Linked DNA regions of Sus scrofa: region 1 is linked to region 2. A link is a contact called in public Hi-C data. All regions are on one chromosome and are shown on one strand. Each heading gives the region's core, a stretch centred on a gene start, on an enhancer-like site or on the middle of the called end of the contact. The rest is flanking DNA. Distances are from core to core; before and after follow the strand shown.

Evidence for each region. A called contact is a pair of places that touch in the nucleus more often than the background predicts.
Region 1: a contact with region 2 is called in a Hi-C map of omental adipose tissue, with 2.0 times the contacts expected there. The contact joins two enhancer-like sites. A contact is called at or near these places in 3 of 47 Hi-C or Micro-C datasets (alveolar macrophages, embryonic fibroblasts and omental adipose tissue).

What each region holds. Positions count from the first base shown.
Region 1 is chr8:87,021,864-87,026,135 of Sscrofa11.1, forward strand. The region is part of intron 1 of MAML3 (mastermind-like protein 3); the gene reads left to right. Among named protein-coding and RNA genes, the nearest start is that of MAML3, 140 kb to the left of the region's middle. Within about 2 kb of position 2,503, at least 9 of the 83 cell types and tissues checked have an H3K27ac peak or open chromatin away from gene starts, as enhancers often do. A contact at or near this core is called in omental adipose tissue, where this site is marked.
Region 2 is chr8:86,894,217-86,898,779 of Sscrofa11.1, forward strand. The region is part of intron 1 of MAML3 (mastermind-like protein 3); the gene reads left to right. Among named protein-coding and RNA genes, the nearest start is that of MAML3, 17 kb to the left of the region's middle. Within about 2 kb of position 2,360, at least 16 of the 83 cell types and tissues checked have an H3K27ac peak or open chromatin away from gene starts, as enhancers often do. A contact at or near this core is called in omental adipose tissue, where this site is marked.

The DNA.
Region 1 (4,272 bases), core at 1,253-3,752, 130 kb after region 2:
CTTCCATATCCTTAGTATTATTTTAGCTACCAGAAATTGGCATTGGGAAGAATCTCAGGAAGTGAAAGCTGTAGCAATTACTATTTCTAAGAAGGACCAGCCCAGTTTTCTTGTGAGATTTCCTTCTGCTCTTTAAATGAGTGTAGGCAATTTTCCTCAAGCCGATGGTAGATTTTTTTTTTTTTTTTTAGCTACAGTGAAATCTTTTCACCCTTTATTACACATCCTCTTTTTTTCCTAATCGTTTTAAAATCTTACCGTTTTCTCTATAGAGATCAGTATTCTCTTCAGTGGAAATTTATGATCAGAGCCATTTGAACAAAATGCAGATATGAGATTTCCCGTAATCTGTTTTCTTACTGTAATATTTGCCCCAGCAATATATAGGATGACACCCTATGTTACAGGATACATAGGCTTCTGAGATCCCCTTTCAAAGTTATTACCCACCTCTGTCCCACTATATCACCAACATTATGAAGCTTGTTATTTCTCAGGTATAACCAAGTTTATACTCATCTGAATACAGTACCCACCTCGGGGGTTGTTGGGAGGTTTAAATGAGTTAATATATGCAAAGCCCTTAAAAGTGTCTGGCATATGGTAAGATATATGTAAGTATTTGCTGTTATTAACTACCTGTTTTATTGTTTTAATTTGATAGAAGAATTTAGAATGTCAACTTCAGTTCCTCATTAACTGTGATTGGATGCAAAGCTGGCCTGAAAATTGTTTGCCCCTCAGAGGTCAACAGAACTACTTCCGTTGAATGAGAGAACATACTAATCACCCTTTTCTCCACCTTGTTGAAGGGTTTTGAAATATTCCCTAACTTACATCTTGTTCACGCCAGTACCAGCCAGGAGAGGGGAGGGCTGCAGGTCCTCCTCCCACTCTGCTTCTCCCTCTTGCCCCTTTAGAATTAAGGACAAGACAGAAGAGCATTTTCTTCAAAGCCTCAGTTGTTCTGATAAACACGAGTCAGCTTACTGTACAAGCCAGCTTAAATTTGGAAACCCCTTGCATGGCACATGATCTCAAGTGGCAGCCTCTAAGCACCCCACCTATCATTCAAGGTTGGGTAATTAAATAAGGACCGTTTGCCCACCTGGTGCTTTAAAACTGACCTGTGTTTCCCACAAGATGACTTGAGGTGGAATTATGTCACAGCACCAACATCTTTAACACCTTAGGGTGAGAGATTTCAGAGAGATCAGATTTCGTCAGGTGAGTGACAAGACTTCAACTCCTTCCTGCAGTGTATAAAAACAATGAAACATGAATGCATTTTATTGCAGAGTGTTTGACTCATGTGTGCATATTAAAATATTTTTTCGAAGACCTGTGAAATAGCGTATCTCCCTATGAATGTTTATAGCATTCATTACCAAAATTCATCTCTAGGACATATGTTTTTCTGTTTTCTCTTTCTAATCTCCTTTTGGGAGAATGGAGGGTGGGCGGAAATCAGCTTCCCCAGCTAGATCTGCGTTTTTTCCAGTTAAAAGTGAAGTTTCATTTAATTTGTGGTCTGATGGTATGGGAATTTTCCCCCCAATCTGTTGTTATTTAAAAGAGCAAACCCTATTCCTATCATCATCTGTTACCTGGGGTATTATTTAGTAAGTGCTTTGTTTGTAAACAGACAGTGGGTTTTGAGAGATCTAGTCCTGTGGTGAACACGTTTGCAGCATCCTACCGTGGCTGTTTAGCAGCTGCACTGTTAGCGTTCCTCTTTTCCATGTTTTAGTTTTAGATCTCAGTTTTGAGGTGATTTCCCCCCACCCACAATGTTTTCTAGGTTAAGGAAGATTTTACACATATTACTTGTGAAATCCCCAGTTCTTTTTCTGTCAGGGATGACTAGGAATCAGGACTGAATTAACCTGTTCTAGATCTTTTTGGGGCAAGAGGAGGAGTGAAATATTTAAAAAATTCTTCTCCTCGGCATTGTCTTGTCGTCACTACAGCCAAACAGGACAAAGGGAGGTGATGCCTTTAGGTTAAGGTTAATTTACAGATGTCAGCAGCCTGTCTCCCAACCCCATTCCACGGAGGACCCCAGTTTTTCTACCTGTGTTTTTCAGAGGAGCACAGATTTGAACTACTTTGCTGAACTTCCTCCTTCCTCTTAATTATTTATTCGATTTCACAAGCAATCCTCAACTCGTAGTAAAGAAATCAAAATCATTGTTTGTTCTTTGGATGGTTGAAAATACAGCTGTGTCCAGGGGAGTATGGGGATGGAGAGGTGTTATTTCTTATCTTAAAGAAAAAGAAAAAGAAACCCAAAACAGCAAAACTAATTAAAACGGTAGAAATCCTCTTAGCCAGGAAATGACTGTGAGTCTCTCCTCCGCAGCGGAGCAGCTGTTGTGAGCCATCAGCTGGCACCAGGCGAGCCCGGGTTTGGGGAGGGGGCTGCTGGGGGGCTTCCCTGCCCCCCCCACCCCCACGCTCTCTCTGCTCTGCGTTTGCTCTGAGCCTTCATTGTCTCCCTTCTGTGTCTAGTGTTCTTTGTCTGCGGTGGGTAGCGGTGTCTCACCCCCACTCCATAGCCAGTCTCCCTCAGCCTCTGTTCATCCCATTTTCTTTCTTTTTCCTGCTCCTCGCGCCCCCACGGCCCCTTCCTCTCTTTCCTGGTTTTATGATTCAAGTGATTGGAGAGGATCTTAGGTAAATGCTCAGAAGGTCCAGCTTCTAATGAGCTTCAAAGAAGTAAGGACATAAGATGTGATGCCTTTAAAATGGACAGTGTGACTGTGGATTTGGGAGTTACATGTTCTTGATGTAACAGTGAAAAATACTGGGGGGCTGGCATGAATGAGGGGGATAGTGCTCGCCCATCGGTCTGAAGTAAAGGGAAGGTGCTGTTGAATTACATTCCCTCCCCCAATATTCTGGGGCTTGGAGAGAACTGTCAATGTATCCTGGCTGCTGTGCCATTGTTAATAAGAAACACAACGTGATAACAAATGCCTTGTGAATTTCAATGGCCAGGTACATGTTCAGAAAGGCTTCTGAAATAAATACGTGCCTCCACATTCTGGCTGGTGTAAAGCATTAATAATGGCTTGATAGGGCTTGGCTCTAAAGAGCTCATTTACAGCCTCTCTCTTCTCTTCTGCCCATTACCTGTGGCTTACAGTGCTTTTTAAGTGATTCTCTTGCTTGTGCTGAGGAGAACAGCGAGAGGAGAAAGCTTGGGTTGACAGAACTCTTAAAGCCATTTGTAATGGACACAAAAAACTTTTCCTTGGGGGAACTTCAAGCTCTCCAGCATAGAAATCCTATAGCTGGGACAGACTTAATTCAGGGAGCCCGTCCCAAAGTTCTCTGGTAGCTCATCAAGTTAAGGATCTGGCATTGTCACTGCTGTGGCTTGGGTCACTGCTGTGGCAAGGGTTTGATCCCTGGCCCAAGGACTTCTGCTTGCTGTGAGCGCCACCAAAAAAAAAAAAAAAAAAAAAAAAATGCCAATCCCTTATTGTTCAAGATATGGAAACCGAGCTTAGAGGATGCTTTAAGACATTTCCTAGGACACAGAGCCCCATGTGTGGCCACATTAGAACTTGAATCTGGTACTTTTTAAAGACCCTTTCAGGACAAAGGCTAGTCTCTCAGTCTCCTTTGGAGGATGTCACTGGCAAAATGTTGTCCCCAAACACAGAAAGAGAGATTGATCTTGTTGGCCTTACAGGCGTCAGTCCCTTGGCTCCAGCCATCCCAGAGCTTTTGTTTCTGCTTCTCTTTTTCACACCGCTCCCTGCCCTATCCCCTACCCCTCAGTACCACTTAGTACCTTTCCTCCTTGTACCTAAGGTGTGCTCTATATTTTTCTTTCACTAGGTGCTTCCCTCCCAGTATATTTGGAATTCTGTCCAAGAGCTCCACCTAAAATGTTCTCGTAGGGTAACCCAGACCTAACCCAAAGAAGCAATGCTAATTAACATCAGTTCCAAATGTGCCCCAAGCTAGTGTGGCAGGCTCAACACAGGACAGGCCCAGGGGCGGACATCAAGTCCTGGTGCTATAGCACCAGTTCAGGGGAACATAGTAACTCCTGTGGGCCCCCCTGCAAAGTTCCCTCCAGCTCTAGAAGCTTAGGTCATCATGTATATGGACAGAGAGGAATTTTGAGAAAGAATTGGTCAGTGGAAGCATCAACCCAGTGGAACTGTGTTATTCAAAGTTCAGGCTCCTGGATCTTCAGTCCCCCATTGGAGCTGGCTGCTTTGTCCCTGCACTGCTCTGCTGCTGCCACCACAAAGC
Region 2 (4,563 bases), core at 1,110-3,609:
TTTTCTTCAACTTTTTGTAATATATGTGTTGATGATGCACTGAAGAGCAATACATTTGAGAAGAGAGATAATTAGCTTTGACAGACTTACAGAAATGAGACTGTACAAGGAGGAAGCAAGAGGGTTGCTTAAGCAAGGGAGTCTAATACAAGGTTTGAGGGGAATTGTCCGGGTAAATTCTTCAATGTTAAAATTCACAACCATCTTGGTGGCCCAGGTTAGAGGAAGAAGTGCATTACTGTGTGATTTTGAAGAACTTAAATATATCTGTCATAGTTTAAAAAAAAATCTTTTTTTTTTTTTTTTTTTACTGGCCGCATTCACAGCACATGGAGGTTCCCAGGCTACGGGTCTAATTGGAGCTGTAGCTGCCGGCCTACACCACAGCCACAGCAACTCAGGATCCGAGCCACGTCTGCAACCTACACCACGGCTCACGGATCCTCAACCCACTGAGCGAGGCCAGGGATCGAACCACAACCTCATGGTTCCTAGTTGGATTTATTAACCATTGAGCCATGATGGGAACTCCTCAACACAGAATTTTTTAACCGCTTTTAAAATTGAAGAATAGCTAATTTGCATCATTGTGTTAGTTTCTGGGGTATAGCAAAATGATTGTTATATATTTACATACACATGTATAAATATATGCATATATATTCTTTTTCAGGTTCTTTTCCATTTACAGGCTATTACAAGATATTGACTATAGTTCCCTGTGCTATACAGTGGGTAATTGCCTTTTATTTTATATATAGTGGTGTGTATAAAACGTAGAATTTTTTTTCTGTTTTGGCTGCACCTCTGGCATATGGAGGTTCCCAGGCCAGGGATGAAGTCCAAGCTGCAGCTGCGACGGACACCACAGCTGAGGTAATGCCAGATCCTTAACCCACCGGTGCTGGGTGGCAGTGAACCTTTGGGTTTGCAGCGGCCTGAGCCGATGCTGAGACAACTCAGGATCCTTCACCCACTGCCCCACAGGGGAAACGCCAACACAGAATTTTAAATGGAGAAATTAAAGATACTGAGTGATGATATCAGAGGAAGAAATAGCAACTCAGCCACTGGTGTTAAAAATTCCTTATGTTGTTCTCAGCGCCTTTTAATCTCTCTTAGCATGAGCATGTATCGTCTTGGAGGGACCTTTGTTTAATAGCCATCTTACCTTAGAGTTTTCCTTTCGCTTTGGTGCCTTGCGCCCAGAGGGGGAGTTGTCCTTCAAGAAACATGGTTCACTCAGCATTAATTTGGCTTAGTTGTCCTTCTTGCCCCCTCCCAATTTAGGGATTCTTTGCCAAGGGGACAATTAAACTGTCTCAGTGTCTAGAAAGAAGGATATGGACCAGGGGTTGGGTGAGGTTATTCCTCCTGTTGTCTGATTGTATATTTATTTTCTGTTTTCTGGATCGAAAACTTGTGGAACAGAGTGCGAGAGATTGACTATGGCAAGAAGGGAGGGGGAACAGGTAAAAATTAGGTCATCTACGTAAAAGAAAGGAGCAGATAAGGCTCCGGGGTCGCCATGGTTTCTCCGGCTCGTTCTCCCTGGGCCAGTCATGCCCCGTCCACAATGGAGGTCAGGATGATGCCAGGAAAAAAGGGCTCTATCTAGACTGTTCTGCAATATACTGTTTTAACGCTCATGAGACAGAAGAGAGGAGGCTTTGGGGAAAGTTTACTCAGAAAGAAAATGTGTAGACAGCTCACCGTCAGGTCTAGGGGGTGCCTTACGTTTGGTTACCGACAGTCTTGGCAGCAGGATCTCTGGGCACAGACCAGGGTCTGTCTAGCTGGAAAGTGGGCTCCAAGGGACTGGGGAGAGCGGAAGGGTTTGCATTTCCCTGTGCACGGAACCCACCGTCGCTGGGGATCAGAGTGAAGAACGCCTTTAAAACGTCCAGCTTTTCTTCCCTCCACACCCAGGAGCTGCCTCTGCCTCCCCCACCCCCTCCATTCCTCTGTCTTTTGTTCCATGAATAAATATTATGTGGTTTGGTGCTCATTACTCTTTGATATGAAAAAAGGCAATTCATTAGGTTGAAGGAGGAGGGGGAGGGAGACACCATTTTTCACCCGGTGCATCAAGCGCGGTTACACTGATTTGAATTCCCAGAAAAGTAATAAAACAGTGGAAATCATGATAAAACGGCTCCTGGGCTGACAGCTGTGCAGCACGCGGGAACCCGCGCACAGGCCCCTTGCTGCAGCAGGACAATATTGTGGAGCATATGGTGCATTGCAAGCCAGTTGTTGAACTTGGTGGCCGGCTTTTGTTTGGGTGACTCTCCCGGCATCGGGCCTGTGGTGGCTCTTCAGAAACTTGTAGTCTCCTTGGCAGGAGGGCTCTTGGCTCCAGGCCAAGCCGTGCTGTACGGTGGCTGACTCAGGCCACTCGGAAAAGCTCAGGCTTGGGGAGCGTGCACGCCTCCTTATTTTGGACACTAATCAGATCATTTGTTCAGCAAGGAGAAACTGGGATCTTTTTCCCACAGCAGCCCAGGGGCTACATTACCAAAGGGACATTTTCTGCAGGAATGCCGAGGAATTATTACGGATGCATTAATTCATCAGAGCCCAGTCCTTCTTGGGAGAGTGATCATCGTTTGTTTTGTTTTTAGCTCTTTTCAGAAGCACTTTGCAATTCCCTCTTCATTCTTAAGGCTGGACAAGCTAAAACCAGCAAGGAAGTGAGGGCCAGTGTTATTGCTCCAAAGGAGGGCTGCTGCTACCCGTCTATCTAGTTTTTATAAGATGATGCTAAAATAGGCCCTTTGCTTAGCATGGGTTTATTTTTCAAATGTGTGAAGCTGGCATGTGTGTGTGCATAAAAAGACTGATTAACTCCACTTTCCTTAGAAGGGGCTCCTTGGCCGCCCCATGACTCTGCCCCACCTCGGCCGGCGTTGGGCAGTCATCCTGAATCCTTGATGACATCAACCTCTGTGGAGGCAGGGTCACTCATTCTGGTCCCTTTCCTCTTGATCCGAAGTGTAAGGGAAGATGCAGAAGGGCCCCCTGGCCTTGGGAGAGTGGTGCCTGCAAACAGAGCAGAAGGCAAGCCTCCGAGAGAATCACACTCCGTGAGGGAGGGCAGTAGCCCGTGCTATTGTGCTCTGCGTGCGTGAGAATATTTTTATTTCAGGAGCTGAAAGGAGAACATGGGTGGTGCTGGTACTCGATTGGGAGCACCAAATGGCGCCCTATTCTTGATCTCCTTGGGACTTTTTTACCCCCTTTTTTGCAGAACAGCCGTAAAGGCTGTGTTCGGCTGTTGGGATGAGGACATTTCTTTTTCTCATGAACAGATGTCATTCCCAAGGCCGAATCTCCTGGAAAAAGACATACATATGTATGTGTATGTATATTTATTTATTTCTGCAATGTTCTGCTAATGACTAATCAGAGATTATGTTTGAATGCTCTTCTTGGGGAACTGGTGTTTTTTTTCCAAGCCTTCGTTTTACACTGGGATCCCTGGCCTTGAAAAGAAAATTGTTTGAAGTGGAAGAAAATAGATCTGTCACAAATGTGCTGCAAGTGGCCGGGCACTGGCTGTAGCACTCTGGGCGCGAGAGTTGATGCCCGGCTCTGGATGATTCAGAGCATTGGGAGGAACGGGTAGGGTCCCTTTGCTGTTTACTTGCTGGTGGGGTTGTAGAAGCTCCTTGATGGTGTGAACATCCTTTCAATCTTTCTTGATAGTTGTTTTCACCAGTTACTGTCAGGGGAGAGGTATTTGACTTTTACTTTCATGAGTTTCTTGAGTTGGGGGAGCAGTCTTTTTACCTTCTCTCCCTTGATGAGATGGAAGAAAAACACTTGGCTCTTTCTTTTCTGTGCCCTGAACACCAAGGAGCCAACCACAGCCACTCCTAGAGGCTTTGCTACAACTATTCCAGCCTCTCCCATACCCTGAGGGAAAGCTGGTAGAGAAAGTTGGGGGGGAGTGGACAAATAGGGGAACAGCTAGAAAGGAAAGCAGGAGACAGGGGAAGGGGCAAAGTTAAGAAATGATAAGACATTTGGGGTGTTAAGAATAGGTGAACACCTCGGAGCTCCTGTCATGGCGCAGTGGATACGAGTCTGACTAGGAACCATGAGGTTGTGGGTTTGATCCCTGGCCTTGCTCAGTGGGTTAGGGATTCGGCAGTGCTGTGAGCTGGGGTGTAGGTCGCAGACATGGCTCAGATTTGGTGTTGCTGTGGCTGTGGCGTAGGCCAGCAGCTATAGGTCTGATTAGACCCCTAGCCTGGGAACTTCATGTGCCAAGGGTGCGCCCTAAAAAGCAAGAAAAAGGTGAACATTTGAATGGACAAAGTATCCTTGTTTCCATTGAATTAGGTTTTTTTTTTTTTTCTTTTTTCTTTTTATGGTTGCACCTGCAGCACAAGGAAGTTCCCAGGCTAGGGTTTGAATCGTCACAGCCACAGCAACAAGGGATCTGAGCCACGTCTGCAACCTACACCACAGCTCACGCAAAACCGGATCCTTAACTCACTGAGCGAGGCCAGGGATTGAACCAGCTTTCTCACAGAGTTAACTTTGGGTCCTAACCTG